2 separate regions of the Ovis aries genome follow, and region 1 is linked to region 2. Evidence: chromatin contacts called from public Hi-C data. All regions are on one chromosome and are shown on one strand. The core of a region is the stretch at or near the end of the contact, and the rest is flanking DNA. Distances in the headings are between cores, read along the strand shown. Region 1 holds the start of EGR2 (early growth response 2). Region 2 overlaps LOC132658629 (a long non-coding RNA gene).

Region 1 (6,319 bases), core at 2,381-4,880, 220 kb after region 2:
CCCACACCTGCGCGGCCTCGCCTCAGCGCAAAGGCAGTGGCAGGGCTTCGGGGAAGGTGCGCGGGCTTCGGGAGACCACTTGCCACCGCCAAGGAAACTCGCGGCGCCGGCGCCCTACCGGCCTCCCTCGGCAGCCACGGGGCCGCTTCCCGCCGTTGCCCGCCCTCCATCTCCTCCTCCCCGCCGGGCCAACCCCCTCAACTTCGCTGGCAGCGCGCAGGTGGGGGCGCTCCTTCAGACCGCAGGAGGAGCGCGCTCCGAGATTTTCCCCGGGTCTCCTGTACCGAGGAGGAAGCGGCGGACGCTTCCTCCGGCATCTCCGCCGCTCCGCTCTCCAGACGCTCAGCTTTCCGCCAGAGCCCCGAACTTCCCCATCACTTTGCCCCTACCCCGGGATTGGGGAGGCTGGGGTGCCGCCGGCATTAAGGCTCCCATAAGCCCGAAGCCTGGTGGGGCACCACCTCCTACTCTTATGCCTGAGCCCGCCCGGGGCTGGGCGCGCCGCGGCGCACGCACGCCGGTTCGCTGGCAACCTGGTGCATCTGCCCGCGCGCTCAGCTCCAACGCCCGGGTCCCCGCTCCCGCTTTCCTCCTGCACCCCCTTCTATTCTTCAAATCCAGTTCAATCAACACCTTCCACCTCTCCTCCAAGTCCCGCACACGCACGAAAACCCACCCACCACCTCCGAGCGGCGTGAGCCCGGTTCGCCAAGGGGGCACGCGGCTTACCTCCGGCCACTCCGTTCATCTGGTCAAAGGGGCCTCCTAGTTCGGCATTGGGGAAAATGGTCACCGACGTGGGGGCGAGGTCCTCCACCGGGTAGATGTTGTCAGACAGCTGGTGCACAAAACCACTGAGAGTTACTGGGATTTTGTCTACGGCCTTGGCGGTCATCATTTGCTCCTCGCACAACCTGGAGACCCAACTCCCTCGCTACCCTGAGTGTCAGAGAAGCCGTTTTGGAGAGGGATTGGACTGAGCCTAGGTTGGTATCTCCTTGTGCCCTCCACACTTAAAAGCAAATACCCCCCTCAAAAAAAAAATAAAATAAAATAACTAACAGATCCAAAACTAGCAAACAAGTTGCTGGTTTTTTAAGAAGAAAGATGGCTATTTGCCACTGACTCTCGCCTGGGTTCCGGCTGGGAAGCCAGGAGTCGCTGGTGTAGTGTTATTATAACAGTCAGTGTGTCCCCTCGCCGAGCTATTAATCAATTGCTGCTCTCTCGGTTAGACGGAAAGTGTTGCTCTAAGTATTTATGGGCAGGTCCTCACTGCCCGTGACGTCACTGCCCATATATGGACTGAGGAACAGGGCTGGGCCTGGCGGCTTTTGCCGTCACATGGCCTATTTGCATAGGGGCTCGGCTGCGCGGGCTCCTCCGGGCTCGCGACTCCCAGCTTGCAGCCCGCAGGGGTCTGGGGCAGGCGGCCCAAGCCGCAGCCCGGGTCCAGGGCTCAGAGCCCGGCAGGGATGGGCCGCGCCACCGGTCCGGCTTAGGCCACTGTGGGAGAGCGATCGGGTCCCGGCTGCGGCGAGGCCTCCGGGGCGGGGAGGAATTCCGGTTCTCCGGGACTTTCCAAAAAAGGCGAAGATCCGGTGCCGGCAGCTCCGCCTCCCCAGCCCTTGTTTGGGAGCCATTCCGGAAAATTAAACTTCGGAAAGAAACCGAACGGAGCCGAGACACTACAGTCAAACCCCTACTCACTTTCTTGGCAGCTCAAAACCGCAAGCAAAAGGAGGCAGAAAAGAAAAAAAAAAAAAAAGCTGCATGCATTCACGGAAGCTGACTGCTTTTTTCTGAATTACTTGGTGGAAAGAAGTGGCTGGTGATAAGAGTGAATGCGGTATTGCTTTTTTGGAAAGTCTGTTCTATTTATACAGGAGCGAAAACGGAACAGGTTTGGGGTTGTTTGTTTGTTTAAGTATTTTGGGCACCTTGGTGGGGGGGAGTAGACCCTCAGAGGAGCAGATAACTGCGGGGAGCTTCGAGAGAAATCCTCAGCCGGAGACACCCCCCTTCCTCTGCCCGCGCGCTCCCCGCCCCCCTTCAGCTGCTGCGCTTAGCGGGCGCCCTTCCCGGCGCGTCTGGGCGGTCGGCTGTGTGGGGGCGTCCAGATGGAGGTTTGGACACTCACCCTGCCCCGCCACACGCACACACACTCTTACACTCACAAGCGCTCCACTTCCGCTACACACACTCCAGCCCCCGCCGCCTTCTTCACACACCCACTCGCACACCTTACGCTACACACCTCCCTGTTGACAGCGCGCCCGTGCATCCGCCTCTCCAACAGAGTGACTGGGCGGCAAGAGCCGGCGCCTGGGTTTGCTCGACAGGGTGCTCTGCGAAAACACCCATCCTCACCTTCACACTGCCTGGACCGACCGCCACCGCAGTCCCCCACCCCCAAAACCCTCCGGAGGGGCGCTCTGCCCGCACCCGAGCCTTACTCCAAAACACACACATTAAGAGGAATATTCTTCCTTTCCCTGGCCAAGAGCCACCTCGGAGAGCCCAGCAAGGTCCAGAGTGATAGCAAACGGTGACGCTAACGCCAGTTTCGAGTCGCCATCACCGTACACACTTTTACCTTTGAGAGTTAAAAAACAAAACAAAAAAACTGGCCCCGACAAGAACCTTTATACTTAGTTCTCAAAACAATTTTTAAACTTTTCAGAGGTCCAGACTCTGGTCGGTTGTTCTGACCTCTCCTATCTCCCGGCGCGCCTTGGCCCGCCTTGGGAGCGCTCCGAGCCTGGCCGGGGCCTCGTAGGGGGCTGGTCTCAATTGCTCAAACCTGGAGAGCAGCCGCCTGCCACCCCTTTCCCGCCCCCAAAGCAGCCGAGGCCTGGGACAGTGCGCGGGACTGCCTCTAGGGTCCGGCCCTGCCCTAGCCCGCGGCCAGCCAGGACAGCCCCAGCCTCGTGGGGGCGCGGGCTACCGAGAGCCACGGCGCCACGCCGTGGAGGCAGCGCGGCGCTGCAGGCGGCTCTCCCGCCGCTCACCTGCCGCGGCGAACCCGCTCCCGCCCGGCCCCGCGCGCGCGCGGCGGTCAGGGCCCCGGGGCGGCGGTGAGGGGCCTCAGCTCCTCTTCTCGCGCTCCGCTTCTCCCTCTGCCCGCCTCGTAATTGGCCGGCCATCTTCCTGACTTAAAACACCAGAGAAATTTTGGGAAAGTTTCTTGCTGGCGCTGCGCGCACTTTTCCAATTGGAGAGTAAAAATAAAAGGGGAAAGGCAAGAAGTCGCGGCAAGATTAGCACCGTTGGAAGTACCCCCACCCTCGGCAAAAACGTGAAAAGTTCCCGTTTCTTTAAAAAGAATAAAAGAAAGCTGCACTCTTACCACGTGCGCCAGCCCGCTCCGCCTGCGCTCCGGCCAGTCCTGCGGCCCCCGCGCTGACCACCGGCAAGACGACGCCTCGGAGGGGAGCCCGACTCGCATCTCCAGCCCTGAGTCCGAAAGAGTTGGGGGGGGGACCGAATTATGCAAATATGGGTCGTGGCAGCGGGGCTCGGGTTACGGCCCCCGCCGGCCTCCGAGGTGAGGCACCCACCGGCGGCAAGCGCGGGCGCCGCGACTGGTTGCGCTTCGTTCCTCTCCACGCACGTGGGCGGGCAGGCGGGCGAGTCACCGGGGCCGCCCCGCGGTGGGCGCCGCTGCCAACCCCGCGGGCGGCCACCGCGCGCCGCCCCGAGGGGGAGCTCCTGAACGTCCGAGTGCGAGTGCCGGGCGAGTTGGGCGCAGAGGGCAGGACGCAGGCCGGGGGCTGCCCGGGAAGGGGTGAGCCGCGCAGTCTTCAGCGGCTACCCTTCCCGAAGGAGGAGGCTGAGTGGGGGTCAGATGGGGGATGGGACCCCAACGAGGAGAGGCGGGCTTGCCCGGCCCGTCAGAGAAGCTCGTTAGAGTAAATGGGAGTGACCGACACTGGAATTATTCGCAGTTTTCCAACAACTCATACCTCCTTATGAGCTGCGCCACGTCAAGCCAGCCTTGCGCCAGGGGTGGGTTGGGGGCAGGGGCAAACAGCAGCGGCAAGGAGGCTTTGCAGGCTCCGGGGAAAGGTGCCTGGGGCCAGTCCTGGGAGGCCTTCCCTGAACCTCCGCTGGAAACGGGTCAGTAGATTCTCTCTCTCCCTCCCTCCCTCTCTCCCTCTGTCCTTCTCTTCCTCTCTCTCCCTCTGCCTCCCTCGGCCCCTTTTAAGAGTGATAATGGAATAAAATCCAGGCATACTCATCTCAAGGCAGCCATCCTGAGGATGGGTAATAAATTCGGAAAGCTGAAGTAACTTGCCTAAGTAGCACAGCTGATAAGTGGTGGTGTCCAAACTTGCAACCGGGTCTTCCGACTGTACGTACAGTGCTCTGGATGCTACATTATTCATACGGAAAACACAATTCCAGAAAGAGAACGGCTCTTCGAGGACTGGGAGCCTGGTTCAGCCCATTAGGAAAGAAACAGGTCACTTTCGACAGCTTCATCTTTTTCCTTTGGCATTTCTGAGGAAAAGAGGAAAGCTGAAGTCAGGGATTTCAAGAACATGGGACAAGGTACTGTCATGGACATACCCCTCTCCCCAGATTGAAGGAAGAATTTGAGTTCTTGTGCTTTCCTAGGCCGTGCTATGAATGAAGTGACCAGGTTCTCACAAAGCTATCATACTAATAGCCCTTGTAATAAGAGAAGCCAATCCCACAGTATCCTTCCTGGAGTGAAGAAGAAGTGTGAGAGAGGGGGGGAAAAAAAGGCAGAGACAAAATCGTAAAGGTGTTTACAGAGTAAGATCCTGTGCCTGGGAGGGGAAGAAGGCGGAAGATGGCAGTTGAATACAGAGATGTACCGTGGTCTCTACTTTTAGGCAGTTGAGTTTATTCTGATCAAAAGCTGAACAAATAAATTCTTTTCTTTAAAACTTGTTAGAATGCTCAAGTAAATGGAATGCTCCAAGATGGATCAGTGTTATTATAAAGAGTAGCAAATTGATGCCAGATTCTGATTTGCTTTGTCCTGATTCCAGACCCAGAGAGTACAAGAGGAAGGAAGCAGAGGCGTCTCTTAGGCCTGCCCCGTGATGGGGGTGAGGAGGAAGGGAGGCAGCCTGGGGGTCCTGGCTGGCCCTCGAGGTCTACCCACTGAGTGGTTTTCAGCTTTTTTCCACAGTGTGGACTTGAGAATCACTAAATCAGCCTTGAGGCATGTCACAAATAACTTGTTAACATTTGTATTTTGATTTATTAGGAAATATTTTTAAACATTTTTATAAACTATCCCTATTGTCATGTCATTTTCACTCACTTCCATTCTAACACTGATATTGGAGTGAAACATAATTGCCTTTAACTATGGACACACACAAGGGTGTGAATCCTGAACTCAAAAAGCAGAGCCCTGTGAACCTCAGTGATGAACAGACTAATTGCCAACTCTGCCATCCAGCCAAGCCTTTCTTAAAGGTGCCCCTCTGTGCTGAGAAAACTGCTAAGTGCCTTCCCGCATTCAGCACCTCACTATGAATCTGGTAATCTCAGGAACTGTAAACCAAACTGAGATTATGCCAAAGTTGTTGTGAAGCCTGAGAGAATCTTTGCTTCACACCATCCAACATGTAGCCAAATTCATGTGTCATTGGTACAAACAATCTGGATGGGGAAGTAAGACCCCTATGATCTTATTTTGTAGTAGCAGCAGTACTGGCCTAAGCAGAGGTTCCTTTAAGGTGAACTTTAGACTGAAGCAACTTAGCACGCACGCTGTCGTAAGTCAACAGATATTTCTCTAGCATCTACTATGTGTCAGGCGCTATGCCAAAGGCTACAGATCCCTAAAACTAAGCCTAGTTCCCAGGCCCTTGGAGCTTGCAGTCAATCACACAAATATACAATTGTAAACAATGACAATGTTTGACCCCAATGAAGAAAAAAGGACAAAGGATCCGATTGAATCTAGGTCGGCTTCTCTAAGCAGAGATCTGAAGAATGTGTGAGGCTTAGGGGAAGGTCCGTGGATAGAGTATTTCAGGGAGAAAGAGTCAGTATGAAAAAGACCCAGAGATGCAGGGAAGCAAAGTGCATTTGTGGAATAAAGAAAGTTCAACGTGGGTGGAAACCTCCAGGCTGCCTTCGTTGCCTAGTACACCGGAGCGAAGGGCTGCCAATCCAGCCAGGCTCCTTGAAAGTCCCTGCCCTTCTCTCACCCTTCAAAAGACTTTAACTTCTATGACTCTTCTTTTCTCTGCCATTATCTTTTCCGGATAATGACAGTGGCATTATAATTTTTACATTTGAGTTGTTTGTTTGTTTTTTTTTTTTTTACCAC
Region 2 (5,573 bases), core at 1,118-3,617:
AAGTGATAAAATATCACGTTGGTTTTCCTAATGATTACTCAGAGATGTGCCCAAAGGTGATTGCAAAGAACTATGAACAAATAATATTGGGCAAGTGGAGAGGTTGCACCAAGTGGTAGGGAAAATACAAATGGACTTTAGGATTAGACAGCTGTGGATTTCAAATGTGAACTTCTTACTGGCTCTATGAACTTTGGAAAGATATTAAGCTTTGATTTTGCTATCTTTAAAAGTTGATAAATAGCTCTTGCAGGATTGCTCCAAAGAGTAAGTGATTAGGTGAAGCAAGAGATGAAAATGAATGTGCCCGGAAAAATACCTGTCACAGAACAGGCCCTCAATCTTAGTTTCTCTGTTTTAAATACAAACAAGTGGATGAAAGATGAAAAAGACCATACAAATAATATGTTAACTGAATGATTACAATAAATTTTTAATTTCTTCCTGTGAAATATTATTCTTTTAAATTAAAAAAAAATCTGTCAAGTAAGAGTCACAAAACATGATACTATTTTTATATATTTCAGAAGAATTTTCCTATAAGTAAACAAGCCATTTTTACAAAGCTTCTTTTGTCAGCTCAATTTCCCTAATTCCTGATTAGGAAAATTACATTCCTTTAACACTTTGGGAGTCTTTGGACACCATATATTTAACAATTAGGCTTCAAGTTATTACCAGGAAATGAGACTACCAGAAAACAGGAAGTTAAACGTGTATGAAAGTATACATCGCAGTTGCCCATCTAAAGATGAAGATACGGTCTCTGTGTCCATGGCCAAGTCTATGGTGGAAGGTCGAATGCCCCTGATATTAAATTATAGCTTATACAACAAAGAAATCTGTTTTGTTTGTTACTTGTTAATTTTTGGCCATCCCACATGGCTTGTGGGATCTTAGTTCCTCAATCAAGGATGGAACTCAGGGCCCAGCAGTGAGAGCACCAGGTCCTAACCACTGGACCTCCAGGGAATTCCCAGGAAAATGTTTTTCCTTTTCTGCACCACTGTTTTCTTGACAACAATACCTGGCACATAGCAAATGGTCAACAAATATTGTAGATGATATAGCCAGTATCATCTGGCCCAGTACTTTTTAAACATGTTTTTAGCTGTGGGCTCTTTGTTCAAACAAAATATTCAGTGGACACCCAACATGATATACTTATGTAAGAGAAGCCTTGCTGGTCCATGAGACAGACTGAGGGGACCTCATCCCAAGATCCTCTAGATTCTGCAGGGCATTCCTAAGAAGCCCTAATCTTGCGAACTTCTCATTTCAGAAACGGAAAGAGTGAGACTTTGGAGGAGCAGGATTTTCTCAGTGCTACACAGCAGAGCCCCAAAGTTTACCCTCAACTTCAGGAATCCCTATGCTGTGGGGAAAAGGGCACATTCCACTGAGATTCAGACTTACGGGAAGGGCATGTGGACACCCTTAGGCCATCCAGGTAGCCTCAAGATAGAAGCTAGTACTGACTGCATATTCAATATTTGAAAGTATGACTCATTATATGGTGCAATCAAGGGCTTCAAGCTGTATCACTTGAGGGACCTCTGACAGTAAAACTCTGCTTTTTGGCTATAACTGTATAACCTCCCAGCTCTCCACATAGGAAGGAAAGTGGTCCCCAACACATACATACTAAAGTTATCCCTACCACAAAGAGAATATGAATTATTGGGAGACTGCTTGGTCTCAGATAAGTGGATGAAAATTTAGGAGCTGAACTAGGAACTAGATTTGGTAACTCATAAGAGATTTCATGCACATTCAGCCAGTGATATTAATTAAAGTGTGAATGAGATATCTCAACTTGTGCTTTTCCCCTTGGGTCTCATATTTGCTCAGGTCATGCCATATTGCTCCTCCACCCTCTCACCCCTCCCCTTCCAGTCCTGTTCTTTATATGCAGCAGAGAGAGGGTCTGCCCTACAGAGAGCCCACACCCAACCACTTCTCTTCTTTCTCCGGTCAGCCGTGGGCCAACCTGCCCCAGTCTGCTCCTTCCCTTTAGTCTGACACTGACTCCCTCCCTCTACAATCATCTTCTGCTTCTCCTTCTTATTCTCCATTACCTTGGAGAAAGAGAAAAAGAGACACAATCTTATTCCCTTACATGTGGGCATTGGGCATTACAATGTCACTGAGCTGATATTAACGTGTGACTTAATCCTAGCCAGCAAAGTCAGTTTTCGATTGCACAGTCCTAAGTAATATATGATCTTTTAATGGACACACAACAACATCCTAAGTCAAGCTGTTTGAAGATATCCACAAGGTACCTGGGAGAGTTTTACCATACCTGCTGTAGTTGGAGCTTGGGTCTGTGAGTCCCTGCTGTTCCTCCTGTTGGCCTAAAGGAGGAGCTGTTTCCTTAGAATGCCTGAGGCAGAGGCTTGGCCAGCCAGCCTGAGGGTTTATAGGACCAAAGCAGCTGGGGCCATTCCTAAACTTCCTATGTCACCAAACAAACTCCATCTGAGGTTTTCTTATCTTTTTCTTAAAAAAAAAAAAAAAACGTGTCCACTAAACTGACAGCAGTTCTAGTAAATCTAGTAGATTGCTAAGAGTCAGGAGACACAGATCAGGAGATCTGGAGTCCTATCCCAAGTTCTGATACCACTCAGGCTCAGTGTCCTCCTTTGTGAAGTAGGAACATGGGAACAAGCCCAGCCTATTTTACTGAGTAATTAAGAGGACTGATTGTGCTTAGAAAGGGTGTCATGTTTTAATTAAGAGGGTGAGCACTAGAGGCTGAAAGATCAATCTTGAAGCAATTGCTAGCCGCATGGCTTTGGCCTGTTTTCTAACACTTTCACCTCAAGTTTTGCATTTGTAAATCTGCTGCTAAGTCACTTCAGTCGTGTCTGACTCTGTGCGACCCCATAGACGGCAGCCCACGAGGCTCCCCCGTCCATGGGATTTTCCAGGCAAGAGTACTGGAGTGGGTTGCCATTGCCTTCTCCGCTAACGTGCACTAAACTCTTAGGATCGTTTCATAAGGAATAGACAAAAAAATGCACGTGACAGGTTAATAGAGCTGGTACTTAGTAACCGTTTGATAAATGGTAACTTTTTTTTTCAAAAGGAAAAAATTCTTCATATATCAGTGACAAAAACAGGTGAATTATACCTCTGCTTGCTTTAGCTCTTATGTTTTTTAAAAACTTTATTTTTAATTGGAAGATAATTGCTTTACAATATTGTGTTGGTTTCTGCCATATATACACATGAATCAGCCATAGGTGGAACGTAGAAGGGAGTTTCAAGAGGGAGGGGACATATATGTACCAATAAATGGTAACTTTAAAAGTATACAACTATTGGAGCAAAAATGTTTTCTAACCCTGTTAACTAATGCACAGATGAGGTACATTTTCTACTCCCTGATTTGGTTCTCCCACAAAATCTCTGAAGGAAAGAGCTATTTGCTATCCAAGTGAAACATACCACTTGGACATATCGCTTCAGAGCATTTCACTGAAGGAACGTCACCTGGGCCACGTGTGTTTGAAAGGGGGCCACTGAGATTCCAGTCACTACATCTTGAAGAGAGTCACTATCAGTGTGTTTTCTCTACCAGCACTGATCTTTTCTCTAATTTATAACGAAGCATTAACTTATTCATTCAATAAACATCCACGGAGCAATGACCAAACGTACACTAGCAGAGTCTGTAGAAATAGGAAGTTGAATAAGGCTCAGTCTTTGCCCTCAGAAATTTAGTCTACCTGAGGAAGATGAAAAAGCAAATAAAAATAGTCGTAATACAGAGAGATTATAAACATGGGGTGCTATGAGGACACAGAGAAGGGGCCCCTGGGCTTTATAGAAGGAGTGTCCCAACCCTTGCTAGAAGAGATGATGAGCTGAATTTTAACAGGCAAAACCTAAATTTGCTATTTGAAGTGGGAAGGGAAGGTGTTTAAGATGCGAGTCCTCCAGTTCCCTCATCTATAAAATGGAGTTCAACCAGATGGTTTCGAAGATGGTTCCCTGGAGAAGGGGTAGTGGGAAATAGTGAACAAGGAGTCTCCCTGCAACAAATCCTGCTTATGGAATCCTCATGGCTCACGAGGACATAAAGGAACATGAACACTTCAGGGAGCTGCTGGGTTATAAGAACAAGCTTAAAAACAAAGATGAAACTGGACTGTGATGTGGTCATAAGTATTTCTGGGCTTCCCAGGTGGCTCAGTGGTAAAGAATCTGCCTGCCAAGCAGGAGACACAGAAGATACAGTTTTGACCCCTGGGTTGGGAAGGTCCCCTGGAGAAGGGAATGGCAACCCACTATCGTATTCTTCCCTGGGAAATCCCATGGACAGAGGAGCCTGGCAGGCTACAGTCCCTGGAGTCACAAAGACTCGTACCTGACTTAGCAACTGAACAATGACAACAACATAGGTATTTAGAAAAATCAGTCTGGGGTGGCATGGAGAATGGGTTGAGGGACAGAAGAAAAGAAATGGGTGGCAAAGCAGTCAATCGAGGGAAATGATGAGGACACGACAAAGACAGGGTCAGAGGCAGATGAAAAGATGATTTAGAGGAGGCTGACTGCAAAGGTGTTTAGAAGGTCAGACACATTTGCAGTCAAACACCTTGCCAGGATTTGGTAATCTGACGGAGAACAATAGAGAGATGTCAAGAATAACCCCCAGGATCATAGCTAGGTCCACAGAACCATCTCAGAGTTCCCTTATCAAGCATTTAATGAATGCTTCCTTTATGCACACAGAATCTGTGTTTCCTGTTCTTTGCAGAGTGAAACTTAAAATTAAGTAGGGGAACCAAGACATATTCACATCAGATGGCCTCTATCTTTGTTTTCAGTTGGGAGTTGTTCTGCTATTGTTCTGGAAAGGAGGACAGGCTAGGCCCTTGGAATGACTGGCTCACAACTGAAACCTTCAGAAGGAGAGAGCACACACCACTGGAAAGATGGTAGGCTTTTCTGTTTGTGACTGATGGAAGCATAGAGCAACATGCCTTTCTGACAGTTAGACAACACTCACAGGAAACCTTAAGAATGAGCAGAGCCTTACACCTAGCATTTCTACTTTTTGGAATTTAGACTGAGGAAATAATAATTAAGATGCAAAGGATGAACCCAAAGATTTATTTCAATGAGGTTCCTTGCAAAGTCGCTCATAATTATGGAAAGCTCGATAGCACGAGCACGACATACAGGAATAGTGTGTGTGTGCTACCTCACTTCAGTAGAGTCTGACTCTGCAAAGCTTTGCCAGGCCCCTCTGTCCACGGGATTCTCCAGGCAAGAATACTGCAGTGGGTTGCCAATGCCCTCCTCCAGGGGATCTTCCCAATCCAGGGATCGAACCCACATGTCTTACTTCTACCTGCATTGGTAGGCAGTTCTTTACCACTAGCACCACCTGGGAAGCCTGCAGGAATAGTGCCTGGCCTTAAAGGAAGCAAGACTGAGTCTAGCCTTGTGGCTGAGGATTCTCAACTGGAAAAGGAGATAGAGGTGTCCCAGGAACCTGGTGATACTTTTGAAGTGTAGTGACTAACGTGCTTTTTCTGAGTTGGGACTAGGGATCCCAA

Evidence for each region. Hi-C and Micro-C count contacts between places; a contact is called where the count stands out from the background.
Region 1: a Hi-C map of liver shows a contact between it and region 2, with 6 times the contacts expected there. The contact joins the promoter of EGR2 here to the enhancer-like site in region 2. A contact is called at or near these places in 11 of 16 Hi-C or Micro-C datasets (blood, liver, mixed tissues and 5 more).

What each region holds. Positions count from the first base shown.
Region 1 is chr25:18,192,555-18,198,873 of ARS-UI_Ramb_v3.0, forward strand. It overlaps EGR2 (early growth response 2), which reads right to left and starts at 3,631. Exons shown (of 3, transcript XM_027962248.3): 1 at 3,350-3,631; 2 at 730-838. The coding sequence starts at 3,448.
Region 2 is chr25:17,977,469-17,983,041 of ARS-UI_Ramb_v3.0, forward strand. All of the region lies in intron 1 of LOC132658629 (a long non-coding RNA gene), which reads right to left. Among named protein-coding and RNA genes, the nearest start is that of ADO, 200 kb to the right of the region's middle. Within about 2 kb of position 2,368, at least 5 of the 54 cell types and tissues checked have an H3K27ac peak or open chromatin away from gene starts, as enhancers often do. A contact at or near this core is called in liver, where this site is marked.